2 separate regions of the Mus musculus genome follow, and region 1 is linked to region 2. The links are chromatin contacts, called in public Hi-C maps. All regions are on one chromosome and are shown on one strand. Each heading gives the region's core, a stretch centred on a gene start, on an enhancer-like site or on the middle of the called end of the contact. The rest is flanking DNA. Distances are from core to core; before and after follow the strand shown. Region 1 has its middle 97 kb from the start of Abcc12. Region 2 has its middle 77 kb from the start of Gm33687.

What was found. A called contact is a pair of places that touch in the nucleus more often than the background predicts.
Region 1: a Hi-C map of pancreatic cancer cells shows a contact between it and region 2, with 2.0 times the contacts expected there. The contact joins two enhancer-like sites. A contact is called at or near these places in 11 of 484 Hi-C or Micro-C datasets (the C2C12 cell line, adipose-derived mesenchymal stem cells, cerebellar granule neurons and 7 more).

The regions. Positions count from the first base shown.
Region 1 is chr8:86,465,480-86,473,161 of GRCm38.p6, forward strand. No RefSeq gene overlaps it. Among named protein-coding and RNA genes, the nearest start is that of Abcc12, 97 kb to the right of the region's middle. Within about 2 kb of position 5,467, at least 16 of the 459 cell types and tissues checked have an H3K27ac peak or open chromatin away from gene starts, as enhancers often do. A contact at or near this core is called in pancreatic cancer cells, where this site is marked.
Region 2 is chr8:86,353,764-86,360,672 of GRCm38.p6, forward strand. No RefSeq gene overlaps it. Among named protein-coding and RNA genes, the nearest start is that of Gm33687, 77 kb to the left of the region's middle. Within about 2 kb of position 5,113, at least 11 of the 459 cell types and tissues checked have an H3K27ac peak or open chromatin away from gene starts, as enhancers often do. A contact at or near this core is called in pancreatic cancer cells, where this site is marked.

The sequences.
Region 1 (7,682 bases), core at 4,217-6,716, 110 kb after region 2:
ATCAAGCCCAAACTGGCAGCAGTGGGGACATTAAGCTTGGTCTTAAGTCACAGTGTTAAGCTTGCTGATGCTACAGCAGGAGTCAGACCCTTCCCTTAGGCTCTTCGTTCCCATCATTCATTCACTGGGAATTCTCCCTTTGTTTCACACTGGAAGTACTGATCATAATAAATGAATTTGCCTGTATCACAGAGGCCATTCCTCACCCTCTGCCCAGCCTTATCAGCAGATCTGCACCAAGGCTTGAATCAACAAAGCCCCTGCAGAGCTCAGTGGTGGTGTGGCCTTCCAACAACATGTGGAAAACTCTCAAATGAGAAGATTTTACATTAAAAAGAAATATGTCTCCAGCGGTTTGAATGAGGAATGTCCTGCACAGCCTCCGGCACTTAAATGCCTGCTTCCCTGGTAGTAGAACTCTTTGGGAAGGTTTAATAGGTGTGGCTTTGTTGGGGGAAGTGCATCACTGGAGGGAGACTTTGAAAGTGTAAAGACTCTGTCTAGTTCACGATCTTTACCCGATGCTTACTGTTCAAGATGTGAGCCCTTAGCTTTCTGTGGTCATGCCTCTGTCTTTATTCCACTGGCATGGACTTCAACCCCACTGAATGGCAAGCTGGTACAGATTCTTTTATAAATTATCTTGGCCATGCTGGTTTACTCATAACAACTGAAAAGTAACTTATACAGTGCCTGCCTTAAATCAGCAGAACTTACAGACATAGTTGTGCCATCTATAAACACAAATGATTAGTATGTTATCCTAAGAATCCATGTTAAATGACCCGTTCCCAGAGCAGATTTTCTAAATGTCTCAAGATTATACTTTTTACACTCCTTTGAGGAGAGAGCAGCATAATTTTTAAGATAAGGTCTCAGCATAGTCTAGGCTAGTCTAGCACTCAAGGTCATCCTGGCTCAGCCTCCTGATGTGTGCGAGCACACCTGGCTGTGGTTGTATTTTTTTAAGAGTCTGAGTTTATTATAGTTTAAATGGTACCAAATCTATAAAGAAGAAAGTGAAAAAAAATTACCCAAAACCTAATCCCACAAGACTTATCATTAAAATAATACAACTATTTTAGAAGCTTGAAGAATATCATTCTAAATAGACTTTCTCTTTTTCACACATATAAATGGCAGGGCAGATGAACTCACTATAATTCATTTTAACAAAACAGTGGGTAACTTCAGTACCCAGCTCTCATAGATAACGCAGGTCATCCAGACAAAGCTAAACAAAGAAATACTGGAACTAAATAAAATCATAAATCAAATGGACCTGACAGACATTTATAGAACACTCTATAAATGTTCTATAAACAAAACACACAAAAATATACTTTCTTCTCAGAAGCCTGTGGAACCTTATCTAAAATTGACCATGTATTTGGATCCAAAGCAAGTCTCAACAGATAGAAGAAAGTTGAAATAACACCCTGCATCCTATCTGATCACCATAGATTAAACTGGATATCAATAACAACAGAAAGTATGCAAACTCACAAAAACTGAACAATTTAGTAAGGAATCTTTTTTCTTAAAAAAAATAGAGGAGTCAATAAGGAGATCAAGAGGGAAATTTTTTTTAAAATTAGAACTGAATGAAAATGAAAACATTAACAACATATCCAAACCTACGGGACACAATGAAGGTGGTTCTAAGAAGCAAGTTGATAGCACTAAATGTCTACCTTAAAACTGGAGGACTCTTACCTTAATAACATAGCAGTACACCTGAAATCTTTAAAGCAAAAACAAGAAATAACATTAAAAATGGCTAGGTGGAAAGAAATAATCAAATATAGGGCTGAAATCTATGAAATAGAAACACACACACACAAGTACAACACAAAGAATCAGTAAGATTAAGAAGTGGTTCTTTAAGAAAATCAACTAGATTGACAAACTCTTATGGAATTAACTAAAAGATGAAGAGAGAACATTCAGATTAATAAAATTAGAGATGAACAGAGAGACATCACAACAGACACTAGGGAAATCCAAAGAATTATAAGGACATACTTTAAAAATCAACACCAAACTGGAATCACCTAAAATGAAGTAGATGAATTTCTTGATATACATGACTCACTAAAGTTAAATCAAAACCAAACAAGCAATTTAAACAGACAAATAACCCCTAGCAAAATAGAATCAACCTCTCAAGAAAAAAATGTCCAAGGCCAGATGGACTCAGTGCAGAACTCTACCAGACTTTCAAGGAAAAATTCATACCAAACTCCTCAAATTACTCTGAATAATAGAAGTAAAGGAACAATGCCTAATTCTCTCACATGAGGCTACAAATGCCCTGATACCTAAACCATGAAAAACTCAATTAAAAAAGAAAACTAAAAACCATTATCCCCTATGAACATAGGTGCAAAAATTCCCAATAAAGGCTTTGCAAACCGACTACAAGAACATATCAAAAAGATTATCCACCATGATCCACCCCACCAGAGATGTAGGAGTGATTTAGTCTATGTAAATCAGTAAATGTATCTACCACATAAACAGACTAGAAGACAAAAGCTACATGATTATCTCATTAGATGCTGAAAAAGCCTTTAAAATCCAATACCCCTGCATGATAAAAGTCCTAAAGAGACTAGAGATACAAGGGATGTACTTCAACATAATAAAGACAATGTATAGGAAGCCCATAGCGAACATCAACCTAAACAGAAAGAATGTCAATGCATTTCTACTAAAATCAGGAACAAGGATGTCCACTCTCTATACCTATTCAATATAGTACTTGGAGTCTTAGCTAGAACAAGTGAAGGAGACCAGGAAGATACAAATAGGAAATGAAGAAGTCAAAGTACCCTCATTTGAAGATGACATGATTTTATACATAACAGACATTCAGAACTCCATCAGGAAAATTCTACAGCTGATAAACACTTTCAGCAAAGTAGCAATAGACAATACAAAATCAACGCAAATCAGTAGCCCTCATATATACAAATTACAGAGTGAGAAATGAACCAGAGAGACAGTGCCTTCCACAAAAGCATCTTAAAAATCTTGTGGTGACCCTAACTAAGCAAGTAAAAGACTTGTATAATAAAACTTCAAAGAAAGTTAAAATTAAAACCTAAAGGGAAGAAATGACACCCGAAGATTGGAAGATCTCCCATGCTCATAGATCAGTAGAATTAACATTGTAAAAACAGCCATCCTACCAAAAGCAATCTGTAGATTCAATGCAATCCCCCATCAAATTCCAACAGAATTCTTCACAGAAATTGAAAATTAATTCTAACTTCATATAGAAACACAAAAAAGAATCTAGGATATCTTTTAAAAATGAATAATAAAAGAACCTCCAAACAGTATCACAATCCCAATTTCAAGTTGTAATACAGAGCTACAGAAAGAAAGAAAAAAAAACCAGCATGGTCCTGGTATAAAAACAAACATATTGGTCAACAGAATTGAACTGAAGACCAAAACATAAATTAATACAACCATTTTCTGCTTGGATTTAAGGCCTGCTCCATACCTGACATTGCCAATGAGCCAAAGATCCTAAGACTAGATAGGTCATGGACCTAGGGGAAACCTGATACTATTATTCTGCTCAAAGAACATAGTGCTGAAATGACTCCTAACAACACAGTGCTGTGCTTACAGACCAGTGCTTCACTCGGCCCTCACCAGAGATGCTTCATCTTGCAGCAGATGAGAACTAACACAGAGATCCACAAATGGACACTGTGCAGACAGTGAGAGGCTTGGAGCGGTGATTTCACCAAAGCCTATGTCCTCTGGATATCAAGTACAGCTGACATAAGAGCCAAGACATAAGCAAACACTGGCCTGACAGGACATTCAGGATGAAACGCTGCTACCTGAAGCCAGACCTTCCCAGGAACAAAGCAGATGAAAGAACTAACAACAAACAAACCAGATACAGGAGTTCATGAAAAGGAGCAGTGATCCAGGAAGAAAGGATGAGCAGCTGCCGAGACACAGCTGGCTCGTTCAGAGCAGCTAAATCGTCCTCAATCGCTGCATGTGCGTGGCTCTTCAAGAACCTTCCCACCATCCCTCATCCACTCCTCACAGCCACCATGCAAGGCTGTCGGGACCAGTCTTCACAAAATACAGTGAGCTTGGTGATGGTAGATGTTGGCATGTGTTCACGTGGGGCATTTTCTACAAGATGCTGCCTCTGGCATATTCAAAAGACAAAGAATACAGAAAAACCACGAAAGTTTAGACATCTGTTCTTCTCTTGGTCGTTCTTCATAAAATGAGAACTGCGGTCATGTGGGCATCTATCATCTTAAGTTTCCTGAAACCCAGTCTCCTGGAGTTGCCTCTTGCCTCCTCTACTGTGGTAGTCTTAATGCAAATTAATTTTAAATGCTCACCTTTGCTACAGAGACCAGGTAACCCAGAAAAGGATACTTTAGCTCTAGGTTTTTAATGTTGATGAGATACTTCAGACAAGGGTGAAAAAGGTTAGCAGCCATTCATTGTGGTAGTAACAGAGGTGACAGTGGCACACTTGAAAGGCAGAACAGCTCCACCACCTTCCATCTTGCTCATACAGCTCCATTTGTATACAGGTCAAAGGTGATTTCTGGAGCATGCAGTGAGGGCCCTAAGTGATGCAGACTTGGAAGGGTTTACACAACCTGCGCAAAGCCACTAGCCTCTGACCTGGGGCCACGCAGCTGGTAAGCTGATCCTGATTTCCAGATGCTCAACATTTATGACTAAATCACAAGAAGAAGCCATGGACCTCCAGGGGGATTTGTGGCTGCTACAGCTTTCACATACTTGTCTCCCTAAAATTCCAGGTGCTAATTAATATTAAGACATAGACGTGTAGGTGATAATTAGAATAGGAGGGCCCCAACCTCGTGAATGCATGGACCTCCATTCCTTATGCTATGTGGGGACAAAGCTTCTTTCCCCCTAGAAGGACACACACACACACACACACACACACACACACACACGATCTTGGAAACAGAGTGAACCTAATTTGCTAGTGCTATTGCCTTGGGTTTGCCAACTGCCAACAGTGTAAGAAATACAGTCCCATTCTTTACAAATTACCCAGTTTGTGGTGTCTTGTTAAAGCAATAGGACAAGGCTGAGGTAATGATGAAGCAGAAGGGTTCCCATACCAAGGCACCATTAAACTGGGGTTGCCCGGGGAAAGGGGCATAAGACTACAAAGGAAGTTCCAAACAACGTCTCTAGCTTGTCCATGGTGCCATCTTTTCCCATCAAACATCCACTCACCAACCATATGTTTGGCACACTGTTCGTTGTTTGTAACAAAGTGATGCTTAAAGAGCTTGTCTGGGCATCAAGACCGCAGCTGACCTCTATGTGTGCACAGAGCCTCCATCCCTGGGCCACCACCCCTCCTCTGGCAGAGCACTCCTGCCTGGAAGCAGGCCTGGCACTCAGCCTCTTACATCACACCTCCTGCTCACTGCTTCCCAGTTTACCTTCTGCTGAGAGTCTGACTCACCCTGGGGATGAAGCAGGGCTACCTCCCTAGGCTGTGGGTTTTCTTTTTCTCTGTTTCCTCACTTGTTATAAGAGGGGGGGAAAAAAGCAATTGCCTGGTGTGGAAGTTGGTGTTAAAAGAGTGTATCTGACAGAAAACAAAGGGTTTATTCTACTTTATTCATTCTATGCTTTTAAGAAGAATTTCCATGCAAAACAGAGCTGAGAAAAACACAGTGGACAGGCTCACAGAGGGAGCCAAGCAGAGCCTATCACAGCTTTGGTTGCTGCTGGGATGAACAGCTATGGCTGATGCTGGAGGAGAGGGCAGCAGAGGGAGGGAGCAGTGCCTGTCCTTCCTTTCAAAGCATCAGATAAACCTCAGAACCCAAGGACTCTTGCTAATGTATGCCAATGGCCTCCACTCACACTGAAGACTTCTGGGAAATGAAAGAAACTCTCCACTGACACCAGCTAGTTAGTCCACTGCCATGACACCAGCTAGTTAGTCCACTGCCTTAATACCAGTTAGTTAGTCCACTACCATGACACCAGCTAGTCCACTGCCATGACACCAGCTATTTAGTCCACTGCCTTAATACCAGCTAGTTAGTTCACTACCATGACACCAGCTAGTTAGTCCACTGCCATAACACCAGTTAGTTAGTCCACTGCCATGACACCAGTTAGTTAGTCCACTGCCATAACACCAGTTAGTTAGTCCACTGCCATGACACCAGCTATTTAGTCCACTGCCCTAATACCAGCTAGTTAGTTCACTACCATGACACCAGCTAGTTAGTCCACTGCCATAACACCAGTTAGTTAGTCCACTGCCATGACACCAGTTAGTTAGTCCACTGCCATAACACCAGTTAGTTAGTCCACTGCCATGACACCAGTTAGTTAGTCCACTGCCATGACACCAGCTGGTTAGTCCACTGCCATGACACCAGCTAGCTAGTTCAGAGTCAAACTTGCAGTACAGACCCTTCGACTATTACTTTCAAACCACAGATGTAAACTTCCCCTAAACTAGTAATTTGTGAGATTGCTTTAGACAGAGATAGTCCTACTTAAGCACCTGCTTAAAAAAAAAAAAAAAAAAAAAAAGTTAAGAAATGTGGTCTGTGTGAGTCAGCACCCAAAGCAACCCTCTGACAACTCGGGTTAGCCGAAGACTAGATGAAGACAAGATGAAGGGTCATGAGAGTCATGGCAGCACAGAGAGAAGTGGCAAAGGGACACAGAACTGCATCTTCACCCACACGTAGAGCAGACCCACCATAAATATCTGTTGTGTCAATGAATTAATTGTTGTGTGTAGAGATTAGGGGCTTATTTCCCACATCACAGTTTCAAAATATGAGCAATGGCTCTGACGCTGCAAGTCTAGGTCTAGCCTTAGAGGAGGCAGAAGGACAGTGCCTCGCTGAAATTGTTTTCTTTTATTGAGACAAGGGTTTGCTGTATAGTTCAGACTGCCCTGCCCTGGAACTTTCACAACCCCCCTGCCTCTGGCTCTTAAGCGATTGAATTTTAGGCCTGTGCTATCACACCCAGACAGTTGCAATCATATTGAAATCTGAGTAAAAGGCAGATGTCAACTCATCTGAGGCTTTAATCCAGTTTGTTCTGCTATAATAAAATACCACAGGCTGGGTAATTTATAAAAGTAAATGAATATATTTCTTACAGTTCTGGAGAACAGAAAATCCAAGATAGAGGGGCTATATCTGCTGAGGACCTTCTAGCTACTCTGTAAAGCGGCAGAAACCATCATGTGGGCAAGAGCACATACAAAGTCGAATCCAGCCTCAAGCTCTTTTATGATCAACATCAAACCATTCACAAGGGCGAGGCCCTGTAACCTAAACACCCCTCACTGGGCCTGTCTTCCAGTACTGCTTTACTCGAGACTAAGTTTCCCACTTGTGCTTTGGGGACGAGACTTTCGAGCCATAGCATGAGATCTGAAAAGCTGTGTTGTCCCTGAGCTAGCAGTGGCACTTGTATCTCATGGTATCTTTTGGGCAGGGTGTCTTATGTGAACATCCTCAGGAGGTTGGGGGCAATCGTCACTTCCATCTGAGGGTTCTGAGTGCTGAGCCTTCTACAGAAAAAAGGACAAAATTAAAAACCCTCATAGGGTGTGATTTTTCAGACATACAAATTCATCTCTGTATTTACATAAATCC
Region 2 (6,909 bases), core at 3,863-6,362:
TGATTTGATCCCAGGCAAAGAATATTTTTCCCCTCAATCCTGACCCAGATTTTCCAGCTCTTCAGAGACTCTGTTTCTCTGCTCTTTGCCCCTGGGGCTGTGTTATGTAAGCAGAGGCACAGAGGTACAAGGAAGCTTTACTTAACAAAGCATGCCTTTGCTCTTAGAATTCATCATTTGACCTTCAGCCTTCCGTCTGCTGCACCTTGCAACTTTGTATCGTGTGAAGAAGAGCATGCTTTCCAGGAGAAGCAGAGGCAGTGAGCCCAGTCTCTCCATGTCAGCATGACTTTTAGGGAAACACCTGTTCAGATCTTCAATTAGCAGCCCTGCTTGGGGGATCAGGCACTGGTTTTCAGAAGCCAGTAGCAGGAAATCCAATGAGAAACACTGTCGTGTGTCAGCATGAGGGATTGTGATTGTGTGCCTAAAGTTACCTTGGCATATAAAACTAAGGTCATGCATGGTGACCACATGGTGGCTAGTCTAATTTCTTTTCCTTCTGAATGGCTCATGTATCTCCAGGTGTTTCTTTGACAAAAAAAAAATGTTTAGATGTTGTTTCAGTTTGGGAGTTTGGGTTTTATTGCCTTGAAGAGACACCACAACCAAGGCAACTCTTATAAAGGACAATATTTAATTGGGGCTGGGTTACAGTTTCAGAGGTTCAGACCATTATCATCATGGCAGAAAGCATGGCCACATTTAGGCAAACATGGTGCTGGAGAAGGAGCTGAGAGTTCTACATCTTGTTCTGAAGGAGAAGACTGTCTCTTACATACTGGGTGGAGTCTGAGCATAGTAGGGGACCTCCAAAGCCCACCCTACAGTGATACATTTCCTCCAACAAAGCCCCACATCCTAACAGTGTCACTCCCTATGGACCAAGCATATTCAAACCACCACAGACATCTTCAAAGGAACTACTACTTCCTAGGATTTCAGTGTAATGCAAACACAATGGAGTGTGAGGAAGAGATAACAGATACAGAGATAGAGAGACAGAGTGAGAGAAAGGGACCAAGGTGGTCACTTCCGTCTATGGTGAGGACTCTAATCTCAGTCTTCGGTGACAACATTAACTACAGATATTTCAAGTATCAGTCTCAATTTCTTCCTTTTAAATAGAAGAGGGCTTTTTGTTTGTTTGGGTGTTGTTTTGTTTTGTTTTGATTGTTTCATTTTTTGTTTTTGTTTTTTGTTTCTGTTTTTGTTTTTTATTTCTTTGGCTTTCAGTTCCAGAGTGTTACAGTCCATAATGGTAGTGTGGTGGGGCATGGTAGCCAGTGTCTACCGAAGAGAGCTGACCACATCTTTCACTCAACACTGGAAACACAGCAGGCATTAGCTTTTTTTGTTTGGCTGGTTCCCTTTCCTTCCCAATGCTTTAAGGACACTTTAAAGTTAAGCTTTAATGGAGCCTAATGCCAGAAACACAAGGGAAAAAGTTGATGGTCCGAGAATTACATTTTCTGTGCAATTAACCTCTGCAGTAGACAACTTAGTCCCAAATTTGCCAGTGGGAGGAAGCAGTCTTTGATACAGAGAATGACACCAATAAAGACTGGGGCAGGGACATGGCTCCCAAAAGATTCCCTGGTGTGGCCCCAAACATCAGGAAGAGAAGCCTTGTTTTCATTTCACAGATGAGAAACTGGATTATGAAATCAAGTGAGGAGAGGAAGTGTTTCTTATAGAAAACATTGTCTAGAAGACAAGGGCTTGTGGCTGAGAAATGGTCTAATAGAAGATGGATGCAGAAATGTGCTTTTCCTAATTGCTGGTTTCCCCACCATGTCCAACCAACTCCTAAAGTAAATCGCCATGCTGTGCTACCGTAAAAACCACAGCAAATAATCTTCGAATGAATTTTATGTGTCAGAAACTGTTACATGGTAGAGATATAGTCATGAGAAAAAAATTAGGGTCTCCTTGCAGTTGTGGAATAGATGCTAAGCAAACACATAAACATATCACCATTGTGACGGATGAATCACATGGAAGAAGAAAAATGGCACCCAGAAAGTATCATACACAACATGGAAGTTAAGGCGGGCATCACTGAGGGATGTCCTTGGATATTTAAGGTGAAATCTGCAGGATGAAAGGACTTAGGGGTCTAGAGGTTAGGGGATATATTCCTGGCAAATCCAATTGCATAAATGTCATCTTGAGATAAGCAAGGCTTCTATCTGTTCAGAAGAAATTGAGGTTGCTGTGATGTAACGATAGCAAGGGGTGACTGGGAGGGGTGTTCGGATCCTTAGAAGCCCCACAGACCTGAACAAGAAGTCTGTACATTCTCCATAAGCCATGTGCAGGCTTTGGAATAGTGTGATTTGATTGGAAGTATCTGTGTCCTGTAAGCTATGCTGTCTGATATGGTAACCACTAACTGCTTAACTATGGATCATTTGAAATGGTCACTGCATTAGGCAGCAGAGTTATGAAGGGTTTTATGGAAGAACTACAAGAACATGTTTATCTTTTAAGAACCTGCTATGGCCAAACTCTGGAGACTTGCCAGGAGCCAGAAACTAGGCAGCATTGGAGACAGACTATATGAGAAATATGCCTTCTGGGAGAAATCACAGAACATGGTTATAGAGAGGCTCTCTACAGGGGAGAAAAACAGGAGGTGGCGGGGTTCAAGAGCGATGTCAACATTCTGGCCTGAGAAACTGGTGGGAGAGTGTGCCATTTACCACAGCAGGACAGAAGGATGTAGGTGTGAGGGACAGCTCTGAGAGAAAGGGAATATTTTGCTTTTGTGGTCTTGAGCCATATGTGTAGAGCTGGCAAGAGGAAGCTGACTATTGGAGTCTGGGTCTCAAAATATGTTCTGTGCACTCAGCCTCAAAGACTTACTGTCAAATGGAGGCTATATTATTTAGTCAAGATCAGATTTAAAGATAAGTTGGACTTTCAATTAAACACATTCTCTTGACAATATTCTTCTATTCAGAGCAATTAGCAGGGTGGCACAGAAGCAGACAACCTTACACATCTCCCCAGGCATGCACATTCATTAAGTATATGCTGAGATATTGTTTTCCAGAGCTTCCCAAAGCATAGACCAGACACTTTAAGTGGTGCAGGGTGTGGTTTAGGGCAATATAACCAGAGAATTAAAGAATGTAAAAAAAACATATCATGGGAATGTCATTTCCTTTTGTAACTTCTCCTCTCTGATGGCAGAAGAAAGTTCCAGGTTGTTGTGAACTGGCTCTGAACACCAGCTACTGTTAATCTCCATTTCAAACAGAGAAGAGATCTTAATCTTCCAGCCTTTGGCAGGCAACAGAATTGAACTAAATAACATTATTTTGCGTTTGCTTTACAGTTACTTTCTCTCTCTCTTTTTAAGATAACTTAAACATTTTAAAACCACCTGAAGCTTGCAGAGTTCAAATTCACTGATCATTTTTTCCACAACCAATGGAAAAAAAGTGTGGATAAGATCCACCCCCTAATTATTCAACAGTGTAATTCTTACCAGCGATGTCACTCTTTTCATAACCACAACCTAACTATTAAAATGAGGAAATTTCCATTCAAGCTACAGACACCCCTTGAGGTTAGCCAATGGCATCACTTGCCCTTCAAAGCAGAATGATAACACACTCTTGTCCCATGCCTTTAGTCTGCTCTGGGGAGCAGCTTTCTAGTTGTCCTTTGACTTTCACAACTTGGACACTTTGAATGTCACAGGCTAGTTATTTTGTAGAAAGCCCCTCAATTTGCATTTGTCTGGCATTTCTTCGTGATTAAATTCATATTACAGGAGTGAGAGAGATGGCTCAGTGAATAAAAGCATTTGTTACTCTTGCAGAGGACCCACGTTCATTTCTCAGTATTCACATGGTTGCTCACAACCATCCATAACTGTAGTTTTGGGGGATCTGACCCTCTCTTGACTTACACAAGCACTAGGTACACACACTGTGTAAAAATGCAGTCAAAATATTCATACACATAAAAAAAAATAAGATTCCACATCTTGGTATAGTATCACAGAAATGATGCTATGGCATCAGCACTGTCTCCTAGCGAACATCACGTGATATTGATGCTCTCTGCTGCTGCTGCTGCTGCTGCTGCTGCTGCCATTGACTGGGACTGCTTGTTGGAGGTGGTGTCTGCTGGATTTCTCCATGATAGAGAAAACTGCTCTGGAATCTTCCGTTATAGAAAGGAATGTTAAATCTATAATACTCTGTCCTCATAAAAGCTTAAGGGCTCATTTTAACATCCATTTGCGTTTCATAGATACATTGATTACTAGTTTGATGGTTGCCAAACAGTGAAATTATAATTCCATCGTTCCTTCTGCTGAGATAAAAGGCTTTGTCTTTCCCCCCATTTACTTGTTTTTGCCTGACTGGACTCATCAATTACTATGTTATTTAATGGGTTATAGTTTTATACTTACTAGCCATTTTTGATATTCATGTTGCTCCAGATCTGACTAACAGTAGCCTCTCTGGTCTCTCATCTTCAGCCTCTCCCATCATTCTCCAGGAACTTCCTTGCACTGGGGACCATTCCCCAGATCCTTTACTGTGAGCTCTTACACCCGCCATGGTATCCTGGCAAATGAGGACTGGTGTTGCTAGTTGGCTGGTTGCTATTCAGATACGACTGTCTTCAGGTCTTCCCAACTGTCTTTATGCACACATATATCTACAATGTATTCAGGTACACACATATAAAGACACATCTATCGAGGCACATAATTTCTGTATTTAGTGGTCTCTCTGCCTTTCATAAATTCATGCTAGCTCCAGCTCAAAACCTCAGTTTCAGTCTCATTTTCTCTCTTTCCATATTCTTAACTCCCTTTCCAATAGTAAGAAATCTGGCTTCCATGAGCAATGATCTAATTCCTTCTTGGCTCCTTCCCTGTAGCCTCTCCAGCCAAAGCTATGCTTCTGTGGCTCTGAAACCACTCTACGGGTCATCTTCCCTCCATCCCACCATGTTTGGTTATCATTGTCTTACAGTCTCGGTGTTGGTTCCAAAATCTTTGCAAAGTCTGACAAGTTCTGACGCCTGCTCTGTCTCTCAGACTGTGTACTTTGCCCCCTCGGTATGCCTTGTAATTTGCTTCCTGAGATGGTTAGTCATGTAAACAGAACTTTGGTGAATAAGCCTTTTGTGATGTGGTGGCCAGGCTTCAGGGACAGAACGCATTCGAGTAGTGATGGGCCTCCAGGTCTTCCGATGGGTCTAGGAGCCAAACGGTGGATCACAAGTGCTTCTGAGTGTCCTTCCCATCCTCATGAGATGAGGTGGACAGCGTTAGCAAGAGCACAGGCTTTGGCTGTGTCAAGCAGTCTGTCTGTTGCTCCTGCTGAAAGGACAAGAGTATTCTCCAATATTTACCGTAGACCCTCTAGAGGTAAAAGTCACAAAAATAGGACCACTGTGCCTGGATTCCCACAGAGTTTAACTCTCTGGTTCACACTGAGGCTCTTGAAGTTATAATTCAAATTTTCCTACTCAAGGATGGAAGCCACAGAGGCTCAGCTCACAGGGTTCTGCAGAGGTGGGTGTGAGTCTCTGTACTCACTTGTATCCTATCTCCAGGTTGGTGAACCAACTTATAAATCTAAGGAGGGCTGAGATTTTTAGACATGTTCAGCCTCCTGTTTCAACAGATTCACAACTTTTAATCTCATGTCAGACTGGTAACAGAAAGTATAAAACTCATTTTATAAATATGTCTGTCTGGATTAAAAACAGAGTTTGAAGGACAACATTATTGATACAATTAGTATTCTAAGCTTAATTTTAGGAAACATTTCTGTGGCCCAAGGACATTGGGGTAGAGTCAGTGTCTGTTTTAACCACTTGCAAATGCATATGTAGGTCTTTAATCACACTGAGTTCACATGTATATTCCAGGGGCCATCTGTCCCTGATACAAAGGGTCTGGCCGGCACAGGGCTGTCAGTGTTGATTTATGAGCTCCTGTATTTGGGGACACAGCTGCTCGAGGTTGCACAGGCTCAACTCCCGAGGGCAACTTGCTGGACACTTGCCTCTCCTGGGCAGTGTGTACCTGTGTAGCTCTCCAGACCTCAGGAATCCTACTTCCTTTTCCATGCCCACTTTGCCTACATTGTCTCTCCCCTTTCTCCTGAGCTGCTTAGAGGAGTTGCCCTCTTCTTGTAGGCCAGCTCAGCCTAGAAAGCCATCTCTCAGCAGGGTTGACTTATACCCCTTCAGTACAATTGTGAGACTTATGTGGGAACTTACTCAATATCTATGTCCCTGTTGGTGACTCTGTTCACTGCATGTCCTCTCTCTTTACAGACGTTTACTTGTCTTGGAAGTGTGGAAGAGCAGAGATTGACCTTCATGCCATAATTGCATGCTACAAATGTACGTGTGTGTGTGTGTGTGTGTGTGTGTGTGTGTGTGTGTGTGTGCCTTGCATGCGTGTGCTTAAGTGTGTAGAGAATGTTTCACGAAATATGAGTTTTCTTCTCACCATCCTCAGGATGCATGAATCAATCACCTACCAGCACCCCATCTCTATCAGGGGTGTGCCACATTGTACAGTTTGAAGCCTTCCTCCCTGTGGACATGTCTCACCATGGCTGCCCTGGGACTTAAATGCCTCCCTTTCAACTTCAGCTCAGTCAATGTGCAGGAAGGAAATGTGAGTTCATTTGCTCTCTTCTATGACCTTGACGGTTAGTAAAAGCTGGAGGGGCCATCTGGAGTTGGATCCTTGCCACTGGAATAGACAGTGGAGGCCAATCAAACATGTCCTGCTGACTGTCCCATGCCAAACCTGGTCCTCTCATCTCCTAGTAGGTCTCTGAATCCCTGGTGCTCTTGTTGCACTGACTTTTTCTGGGGAGACATAAACACGTGTCTATTTGTCCCAGATAAAGCACC